3 separate regions of the Danio rerio genome follow, and regions 1 and 2 are each linked to region 3. The links are chromatin contacts, called in public HiCAR-type and Micro-C maps. All regions are on one chromosome and are shown on one strand. The core of a region is the stretch at or near the end of the contact, and the rest is flanking DNA. Distances in the headings are between cores, read along the strand shown. Region 1 holds the start of klf5b (Kruppel like factor 5b). Region 2 overlaps tbc1d4 (TBC1 domain family, member 4). Region 3 holds the start of gpr18 (G protein-coupled receptor 18).

Evidence for each region. A called contact is a pair of places that touch in the nucleus more often than the background predicts. HiCAR-type assays count read pairs that join an accessible place to other places.
Region 1: a HiCAR-type map of caudal fin shows a contact between it and region 3, with 7 times the contacts expected there. The contact joins the promoter of klf5b here to the promoter of gpr18 in region 3. A contact is called at or near these places in 6 of 18 Hi-C or Micro-C datasets (caudal fin, embryo, fibroblasts and 1 more) and 1 of 4 datasets of contacts at active chromatin or transcription factors (caudal fin).
Region 2: a contact with region 3 is called in a Micro-C map of caudal fin, with 6 times the contacts expected there. The contact joins the enhancer-like site here to the promoter of gpr18 in region 3. A contact is called at or near these places in 6 of 18 Hi-C or Micro-C datasets (caudal fin, embryo, fibroblasts and 2 more).

What each region holds. Positions count from the first base shown.
Region 1 is chr9:32,484,935-32,488,411 of GRCz12tu, forward strand. It overlaps klf5b (Kruppel like factor 5b), which reads right to left and starts at 1,700. Exons shown (of 4, transcript XM_683433.11): 1 at 1,457-1,700; 2 at 1-293. The coding sequence starts at 281.
Region 2 is chr9:32,309,440-32,312,838 of GRCz12tu, forward strand. tbc1d4 (TBC1 domain family, member 4) reads left to right here. Exons shown (of 20, transcript XR_012385473.1): 16 at 1,502-1,661; 17 at 1,801-1,970. Among named protein-coding and RNA genes, the nearest start is that of tbc1d4, 49 kb to the left of the region's middle. Within about 2 kb of position 1,527, at least 3 of the 62 cell types and tissues checked have an H3K27ac peak or open chromatin away from gene starts, as enhancers often do. A contact at or near this core is called in caudal fin, where this site is marked.
Region 3 is chr9:32,771,226-32,774,724 of GRCz12tu, forward strand. It overlaps gpr18 (G protein-coupled receptor 18), which reads right to left and starts at 1,285. Exons shown (of 2, transcript XM_005167779.5): 1 at 1,159-1,285. The region is part of intron 1 of LOC137496481 (a long non-coding RNA gene); the gene reads left to right.

The DNA.
Region 1 (3,477 bases), core at 450-2,949, 290 kb before region 3:
GGAGTGTAGAGGTTTGTGTACTCTTGATGGGTCATGGTGGGTGCAACGGTGCCATGGCAGCTGGAGTAGTTGAACGATGAATGTATGGGTTCAGTCTTTATCTGCGGCCCCACAGACCTCACGGTTCTACACATGCCGGTTCGTAGGTAGGTGACGTCAGGTAAGAAAACATTCATGTTTATGCTATATGGTGTGCCTTGGTCCATTGTAAAAGTATTGTCTTGACAATACTTCTTATGGTCTGACAATGCATGAAACTGAGGTGGCAGGTATCCATCCATTTCTCGGCAGATCTGAGGAACAGAAAAAACTGTTATAACAAGCCTGAATACTCACCAATAATCATTAGAAATGTAGAATAAAGTAACGTTTAGTTGGTTAGCATGGTCCTATTAGATCAGGGGTGTCCACTGTCCAAAGTAAGTGTCCTGCAGATTTTAGTTCCAGCTTATCTCAACATATCTGCAGGGATGTTTCTAGAAAGCCTAGTAAGAGCTTGATTAGCCAGCTCAGGTGATTCTGATTGGGGTTGGAACTAAACCTTCCAGGACACCGGCACTCCAGGACCGAGTTTGGGCACCCTTGTATTAGATGGTAGCTAATTTAATATACAGTAAATCTTACAGAATTCCACCAAATTTAAAGTTGTACAAAATCATTATAGTTTTACTGTTCATACACTCTTTTAAAGTGTTCAGATGAAAGTTTTTGTATTCTGATGGTATCATCTGTATTGTAATGATGCTTTCTGGTCATTAGTCAGGTGCTGTTTACAGCTGATTGGCTCAAAACATGGCATATTTCCAGCTAATAATCTGCTATTGACACATAAATGCTAATGTACACGTTTCGCCACTGAATACATGTGTAGCTTTTTGGCAGAAATCCTCTAAGCTTCCTAGTAACAATGCAGAATTCTTGAGACTTACAAAACAAGTTCAGAGAAACGCTTGTTTAACCTGACAGATTTTTGTCCATTATGTTCACATGTACAGTAAATCCACTCTCAAACTTGTTCAAATTCCTGTAATTTTCAGGGCAACAAGTAGACTTGTTTGCATCTCTGAATACACAGGCTTTTTGCTATCTTACACCGAAGAAGGAACCCCATTACATGCGCTCTCTCTCTCTCTCTCTCTCTCTCTCTCTCTCTCTCTCTCTTTCTCTCTGCCATCCATAAACTAGGAAATACTCCATCTGAATTTAGAGCCTACAGCTGCTCTGCTGTTATGGAGTTTTCAGATTAAGGTCAGTGCAGAGTGCACAATTCATCCAGCATGCTCATACACATATACAGTAAAACACCATTTGAAAACATTTCTATAAAATGTAAGCTGTGCAGCCGATCATATTACAGTGCGTTTTAGATCAAATGCATAAATAACACAAGCGTTTCGGAAAGCATGGCACCCAGCACTGTTTACCAATGTAACATGCAATTACAGATCGACTCTACCAGAATGTGATGCTTTGATGGAGTGTCATTAAATCCACTGTAACCGTCCCCTCTCTCTCTCTCTCTCTCAATGCCTCGCTCAGATCTTAGAGGTGTTTTATCCTAGCCGTGGATCCTGCTCAACAAAGCGTTGCCCATAACCGCATGTCCTCCGCTGAAATCAACTGGAGATCACGTCATTCAATATGCCGCAAATAAGCACAACACGACAGACAGCCAGAGATGTCAAGCGCTTTACGCGTTTGACAAGACAAATTACGCAACTGCCTCGTTTCAATGCCTCAAAACGGGGCGGGGCTTTATCATCATGCATTTAATAATTTATCCAAACAGGTTTTCAGGATCTCTAATAGTCTTGTTAAAGATAACCCTGCAAAACGTGATTTAGCTCATTTTTGTATGTAATAACAGTGGCTGCTGGATGACAGAACTTTACCATGGTGACTTTATGTGCTACCTGAAATAAAACAACCTACAGTAAGAGCGTTATTAAAATGTTTGTTATGAGGTAGCCTACTTGATGTTAATCAAATGTGCACCCTTCAACAACTTTGGACAATAAAAAACTAGAGTTTGAAACAAACACCATATAGGCTGTCATTTTATAATACACGACACCTAGCCTAAAAATAGGCTATAGTAATTATGAAGAAAAATATAAACTGCTTATTAAACAAGGGTAGCAAAAAATAAGACATATCTAAATAAATACATAAATCTATAATCAAAATACACAGGCCCGGATTAAGAACTCAGGGGCCCCTGGGCACATTGTCTTGTAAGGCCCCCTACCTGGCCGCACCCCTATAGTTGCATTTAAAAAATAAGAATAATATAATATTTTTTAAATAAAATGAATCTATAATTTGTTGCCCACAAATTTAAATAAATGATATATAGTACATATGCATTTATAGTCTACAAAGATTTAAATTATTTTTCAAAGCATTAAATAAAATACTAATAAAACTACATATATATATATATATATATATATATATATATATATATATATATATATATATATATATATATATATATATATACAGTTGAAGTCAGAATTAATAGCCCCCTTTCAATTTTTTCTTCTTTTTTAAAATATTTCCCAAATGGTTTTTAACAGAGCAAGGAAATTTTCACAGTATGTCTGATAATATTTTTTCTTCTGGAGAAAGTTTTATTTTTTATATTTTTTTGCTAGAATAAAAGCAGTTTTTAATTTTTTAAAAACCATTTTGGGACAAAATTATTAGCCCCTTTAAGCTAATTTTTTTTCAATAGTCTAGAGAACAAACCATCATTATGCAATAACTTGCCTAATTACCCTAACCTGCCTAGTTCACCTATTAATCTAGTTAAGCCTTTAAATGTCAATTTAAGCTGTATAAAAGTGTCCTGAAAAATATCAAGTAAAAAATAATTTACTGTCATCATGGGAAAGATAAAATAAATCTTTTATTAGAAATAAGTTTTTAAAACTATTATGATTAGAAATGTGCAAAAACAAAATAAACAGGGGTAATAATAATACAGGGGGGCTAATAATTCTGACTTTAACTGTGTATATATATATATATATATATATATATATATATATATATATATATATATATATATATATATATATATATATATATATATTTTTTTTTTTTTTTTTTTTAAGGGTATTTTAATGTATTGCTTTTACAAACTTATAAAGCATATTATTGCCATGGCATATAACGCACAATGCTTCTCCAATCCAGTTCTATGAATCTGAGTCTTTCATAATACAAACACTGATTTACTCTCTCTCTCCTCTCCCTGTATTTTCTCTACTCTTCTCGTGATAAAGACTTGATTATAAACCTAAAAGTATCCGAAATCACACACACTATACCTCTTCTCTCCTGTCTCTCTCCTCTTCTGGGCCTTTTTCTCTCTCTCTCTCCCTCTCTCTCTCCTTTTCTGTCTGTCTCTCACACGATGAATCCAGTCCGCGCTGCGCTGCCGTTAGCCTCCTCCGCCTGGTTAATGCTAGC
Region 2 (3,399 bases), core at 277-2,776, 460 kb before region 3:
AACTGACCCAGCCGAGGCTCGAACCAGCGACCTTCTTGCTGTGAGGTGACAGCACTACCTACTGCGCCACTGCATGGCCTTGATCAATAATTATATGAACTTAAACTTTTGGATGTCATTCTGCTGCCCCCCCACCACCTTTTAAAATGTCAGCTACGCCCCTGACAATAGGTGTCAGTATAATGCTCAAAGCAAACAATTTTGTATCATTCAAAACAATGTCTTTACAGGAAATTATCCTATTTCGAAGTGAAATATCTAATGTTTTAGTGTATAAATAAAACAGTCCCTTTTTATTCGCGTGAGTTACTTTCTGAAAAAAGCCAAATTCGCAATTGGCAAAATCCTCAAAGTAGTCAGCTTAATTTTTTTACAATTATTATAGGTGTTTTAAGGATGTAAAACCCCTCACTTGACAATTTATACACTTTTCTCAAAAAGGCATTAACATTTTCACCATTTTTCTCTTGTTTAAACACTCTCAAAGTTCAAACCTTCATAGAAAAATCCAGTATAATAGAATGAAACAGAGATCAAAACCATTTATTTACTCCATAATGGCGTCCTACAGCTGCATAACTTCTTCCTTCATTTAGTACAGTATGTCCAGAAGTTCAACTTTTTGTGCGATGGTTAGCATCTTCCTTTGTCTTTTGGGTGCTACTACAAGTGCCTTTGACGGTGCAGCACGTTTCATCGACAATGTGAATGGGAGAAAACTTGCAAACATACAGTCCAGCACCTCAGTCACACTGATAGCGATCGAAGATTTATGTAAATTTGGCAAGCTGAACGCATTCTGTACTGTACAGGAGACACGACATAGTGGAGATTGATTGACAGTGGTCTACTGCCAATCAGGACGCAGAATTCAGTGCACTGATCAGGATGCAGAACACAATGCGCTGAAGAAAAAAAGCATGTCAAGTTGCATGAAAAAAATCTGCGAAACTGAGGCTGTGAAAAGTAAACAGCGTTGGCCTCTTATTTATGTGTGAAGTTATCATTATTATTATGTAATACTTTATGTGTTTATCAATATAGTAGTCTGATGTGGCAGCAAGTAAACAAACAAACAAACAAAAAGATGACATTTTATTGGTGGTTTTTATTCAAGTTTTTGCATCCACACCACTAGGTGTCAGTATTAATAAAACACACTTGTAATAATGTTACCTTAAAATAAGAAATATATGTAAATATTTTTCAAAAAAAAAAAAAAATTATTACTCACTGTAAATTCCTTTCTCACGATATAGAGAAAGAGTGTATTTGTAATCAGCATGAACACACATTTGCTCAAGCAGCAAGCAAACAGCCGTCTCCACCTCTTGTGCACCATTTCCTCGTCAGCTGTTAGTGGTTATTCATCATCAGATGTGCCAATCTTTAATCCCCTGAGAGAAAGCCTGCCTCAGCCAGTCACATTGCAGCCCGTTTAAAGTTCAACCCTCTAAAGTGTGAGTACATTTCTTCTCTCTCTCTCTCTCTTTCTCTGTAGATCCAGATGTACCAGCTGTCCCGTCTGCTGCACGACTATCACCGTAACCTGTACTCCCACCTGGATGAGCACGAGATCTGTCCCAGCCTGTATGCCGCACCCTGGTTTCTTACTCTCTTCGCCTCTCAGTTCCCACTCGGCTTTGTGGCCCGTATTTTTGGTATTTTTTATACTCATACCTGAACTAATGCAATGTATGTGATTATAAATGCATAATGGGTGTTGAAATTCAGATGTTTTACACTTGTTGTGGATGGCCTTTGACACTTTTGTGTGTGTGTGTGTGTGTCTTGTGTCAGACCTTCTGTTTGTGCAAGGCACAGAGGTGATTTTTAAGGTGGCGCTGTGTTTGCTGAGCAGCCACGAGGGAGAGATACTGGAATGCGACAGCTTTGAAAGTATTGTGGACTACCTTAAATCTACCATCCCTACCCTCACTCACAGCCAGATGGAGGAGATCATCACTAAGGTACTTTAAAAATAAAACAAACTTTACACCTGTGTATCTGAAGCTTTGTGTTGGAGCAATCATTTATCAACAAATCTATATTTATATGTAAGTATTGATGTTAATGTGTTACACAGGGAGGTGGACATTTTATTGTGTGTTTTTTTTTTAAATAAAATGTTTGTGAATGCAGGAAAGTGTTTGTTTTAGATCCTGTTAGCCTTTCTGATTACACTTTGCAAATATAACAGCTTTCGTTTGTTTGCACTTTTGCTGTTTATTTCGATCATATGAGGTAAATGCGAACAATACTTCTAAAGAAGTTATTAATTAAATTTCTGAATAATTTCTTTAATTACCAAGACATTATTTACAACCAAAATATATGTATTTCTTAATATTTTTCAATGGTGGTTGGCTAGTGTTAGTATTATGTTCTATGTTTTGGTGTTTTTTAATACCAAATTTTACCAAATGTCTATATTAGGGGTGTAAAGGTTCACAAAAATCATGGTTCGGTTTGATACGGCACACGGATGTCACGGTTTGGTATGTTTTCGATACAGCAAAAAAGAAAAAAGCCAGAGGATTTCTCGGATTTAATTTTTTTTATGTATTAAAACTAACATCACAAAAGTATGATCTTGTTTTTTATTTTATTTTACTTTAAACAGAGATAAAGCTGTACTTCTGGGGTTTCTGCTTAGCAGCAAATAAAACAAATCCTTCTTTATACTCAAAAACAAAAAATCTGCTTATATAAAAATTGTAGTAAATATTGTAGTAGTTAAACAAATAAAAAGAAAAGAATAATTTAGTTTTTATATGGAACTCAGTTTCAATCTATTTTTAAGTAATTTTTTATTTTTAGAAAGATGAGTGTGCACCTTTTCTTCAGACAGCATAGATCTGCTTGATTTGGCGGTCGGTCACCTGCCATTTTAGTGGATCTGAAAGCAGGATTTATCTGCCTAAAATGGTCTTATGAAGGAATAATGTAACGGGGCTCTATCACATTTAACATTTTCTGAAAATCTCCAAATTTCCACTACTGATTAAGGTCTCGCAGGGCTCGAAAATTAGCCTTTTTCTTGGTAGCACCAGTGTTCTTAACTTAAAAAATTAGGTGCACCAGACAAAATTTAGTCACACCCACCAAATATTATGAGCACCGTTACTACACGTTTTATATTAACAGATTCTATTATATATTAACAACCTAATCACAACTAAGAATTAAAGAAAAATCTGGATGCGCTCACTGGCCCTGCACACACTGCTTGACATGAATGAGATAAACTGAATTAACAATAATCACTGTTCTGTTCTCACGGGTGCTGTCTGATATTGCACAGATGATATTGACAGATAACTTATTATTTGCATACTCATTTATATTATTATTTTTATATTATTATTTTTAAAACCTTTATAATCTTAATGCACTTGA
Region 3 (3,499 bases), core at 35-2,534:
AAGAGTAAAAAAGTATCTGATGACAAAATTACTCAAGTAAATAGTAAATAGTTACTAGTTTATATATATATATATATATATATATATATATATATATATATATATATATATATATATATATATATATAATGTATATTTATGTGGCTAAAATAAAAGCAGTTTTTAATGTTTTTAAAGCCATTTTAAGGTCAATATTTTTAACCTGCTTAAGCAATTTTTGTATTGTCTACAGAACAAACCATCATTAATGATTTGCCTAATTACGCTAACTTGTCAAATTAACCTAGTTAAGCCTTTAAATGTTACTTTAAGCTGAATACTATATCTTGAAAAATATCTAGTAAAATGTTATTTACTGTCATTATAGCAAAGATGTGTTGTGTTGATAATTTTCTTTCTGTTAAACAGAAATTGAGGTAAAATATAAAGAAGGCTAATATGTTATGTTTATATATTATAATGTTTAAATGTTACATTTGTAATGATTAAGAGTTGGAATGAATTATTTGCAGGGCTAATCAGTTGTTTCATTAAACAGCAGTTTCTTTAGTTACTATTAATAAGGTTCAAGGTGGGAAAATATTGACACCACTACGTGTTTTTCAGGTTGGAGCTGTAATTCATGTATATGTTGGAATGTCTGTTCGATGTACAACATATATCGCATTATCAAACTATTCTTGTTGACATCTTGGAGTGAAAATTTTAACTCCAGTAAATGTAACAAAGTAAATGTAATTTGTTACTACTCGCCTCTGGACAAGATAAATACAGAATTGTCGCTTTTACTTCATTTGACTTTTTAGGGTTAGTGAAATTGGCAAGAAATAAAAAGAAGAGAACTGAATAAGAATAAGAATACAAAAACACAAGTGTGAGTATAGTCAGTAAAAAAGGCAACAAAATGTGAAATATTAATATTAGTCAATTATACCAAAACTTTAACATTTCTAAGTCTCACAAAACTCAGTGCAAAATCATTTTACTTCAACAAATCTAAATCGGTCTACTAACAGTTCAGTTAACTTTATATAGAAACCACATTTGACCAACAATATAATACAGTGCAAACTTCTGAAATGACAGCCGGTTTTGACACCTGCTGTTTTACAGTTATCAAATTTAGTTCTACAAAGCACAACAGTCAAATATACGAACCTCAAAGATCCATCGTGTTGGCATCGTAACTGTTCTGAGGGCTGTATGAGTGACGACTATGTGCCATTGCTGCCGAGCTTCGATCTAACAAAGAGGAAGTTATGAAGCCAATGTCTTTATTTAGATTAGAATTTTTCTTTTGGTTTCTGTGAAGCCCCTTTACTTCCTGTAATGCGTGTACTGGTGGAGAAAATATCTCCGATGCAAACGGTATGTCATATGCAGTTTGAGAGCGCTGGAGAAGTATAGATGTGACAGGTTTGGGTGCTGGTTATTGATTGGGAAAATAGGGTTTGTCACACAGCATTAGCTCTCTTGGGAGCAGCACACAGCAGGTGGCAACAGAAGGCATCTGGTGTTGAAGAGTTTTAATTAAACACAGGATGCTGAGGTTGTTGGTGTATAAACAGGAAATGAGATCTTTGTAATGTTGGTTTGAGACGGCAGCTCATCTTACGATCACAAGATGAGCAAGAGAATGGTGTAGACCTGACCAGGCAAAACAATTTATCTTTTCTGATTCAATTACTATGGCCGAGGTCAACCGGCTATCTGAAAGTATTCAGTATGATTGTTGCCTTTGCCACATTTGTTCAGACGTAATTATGATAAAGCTGTTTTGATATTGCATGCGAGAAAAAATAATATTATTATGGCTGCCATTTACTGCATAGTTGCTCCTGAAATAAATCATCTCTTCATTTGCTCACATTCATGTGTATCCATCCATACCTGCATTACTTTCCTTTTTCCAAAGACATATTTACACAGCAAGTAAAGGCTGCTTTGTGAATTTTAAAATTCAGTTTAAAGACACTATGCAATGATGCCTGCTCTGACCCACTTAAGCCAAGTTTTTTGCACCAGCCAGTCAAAACATTTTTGTGGGTAGTTTAGAGGTTTCGTTTCTCTGAAAAGGGACAAAAAATGAACTAGCAGAATATCACAAAGCAAAACAGAAAATGTATAGATGCTGCCTTCGTTTGGACCGCAGAACACAATTGTGCACTCAAAGTTTTTTTCTTGCTTATTAATCTTGATTATTAATCAATTAAGTTAACTTAACAAATTTAAGTGGATTGAGCACATACTAATTTTGCTGTTTTGAACAAATCTTAATAATTGTGTTATTTGAGTTTATTTTTAAGCGAAATTTTACAAATTTCAAGAGGAGCTCAGGATATGATTGATCTGTATTTTTCATCCGTAATCAGTAATAGTCTAATCACATTGATTCAAGTTTACAATAAATAGACAGATTTTGCCCTACTACCTTAATTTTGAAAGAATCCCCCCTTCCAACCCATCTCCTCATTTTCCTCCCTATACCAGGGGGAGCTCTCGAAACCTACCATGATCTCGGACTGCTTTCTATGCTTATTGATAATCTCTGAGCTCTCTCAGCATGCTAAACCTGCTAATAGCATCAACCAATATAAGTGTAAACTCCTAAAATAAGTAGTTTGAAGTGATGTGTGACAGCACAGAATTTTTCACAGTATTTCCTATAATATTGTTTTCTTCTGGGAAACAGTCTTATTTTTGGGGGGCTAAAATAAAAGCAGTTTTGCATTTCTTAAACCATTTTATTGGCAATATTATTACTTTCCTTAAGCAAGTTTTTTTATTGATTTGTCTAACAAACCATCATTATACAATTCATTCATTCATTCATTTTCTTGTCGGCTTAGTCCCTTTATTAATCTGGGGTCGCCACAGCGGAATTAACCGCCAACTTATCCAGCAAGTTTTTACATATGGGATGCCCTTTTAGCCGCAACCCAGCTCTGGGAAACATAAAACACACATATTCACACACACAATCATACACTTTGGACAATTTAGCCTACCCAATTCACCTGTACTGCATGTTTTTGGACTGTGGGGGAAACCGGAGCACCCGGAGGAAACCCACGAGAATGCAGGGATGACATGCAAACTCCACACAAAACGGTAACTGCGCCAAGGCTCGACCCAGCGACCTTTTTGCTGTGAGGCGACAGCACTATACTGCGCCACTGCATCGCCTCATTATACAATGATTTGCCTAATTACCCTAACTTACCTAATTAACCTAGTTAAGCCTTTAAACTTCACTTTAAACTGAATAGTACCTTTTTTAAAAATCTAGTAAAATATTATTTACTGCCATCATGGCAAAGATATTAGAAAATTAAAGTTAAAGAATAGTTATTTAAAATTAGTTATTAAAACTATTATGTTTAGAAATATGAAATCTTTGTTAAATGGAAAAATATAGAAAGGGGCTAATAATACAAGAGGGCTAATAATTCTGACATCAACTGTATATATTTTGAGGCATTTTTCAAAACATATTCTT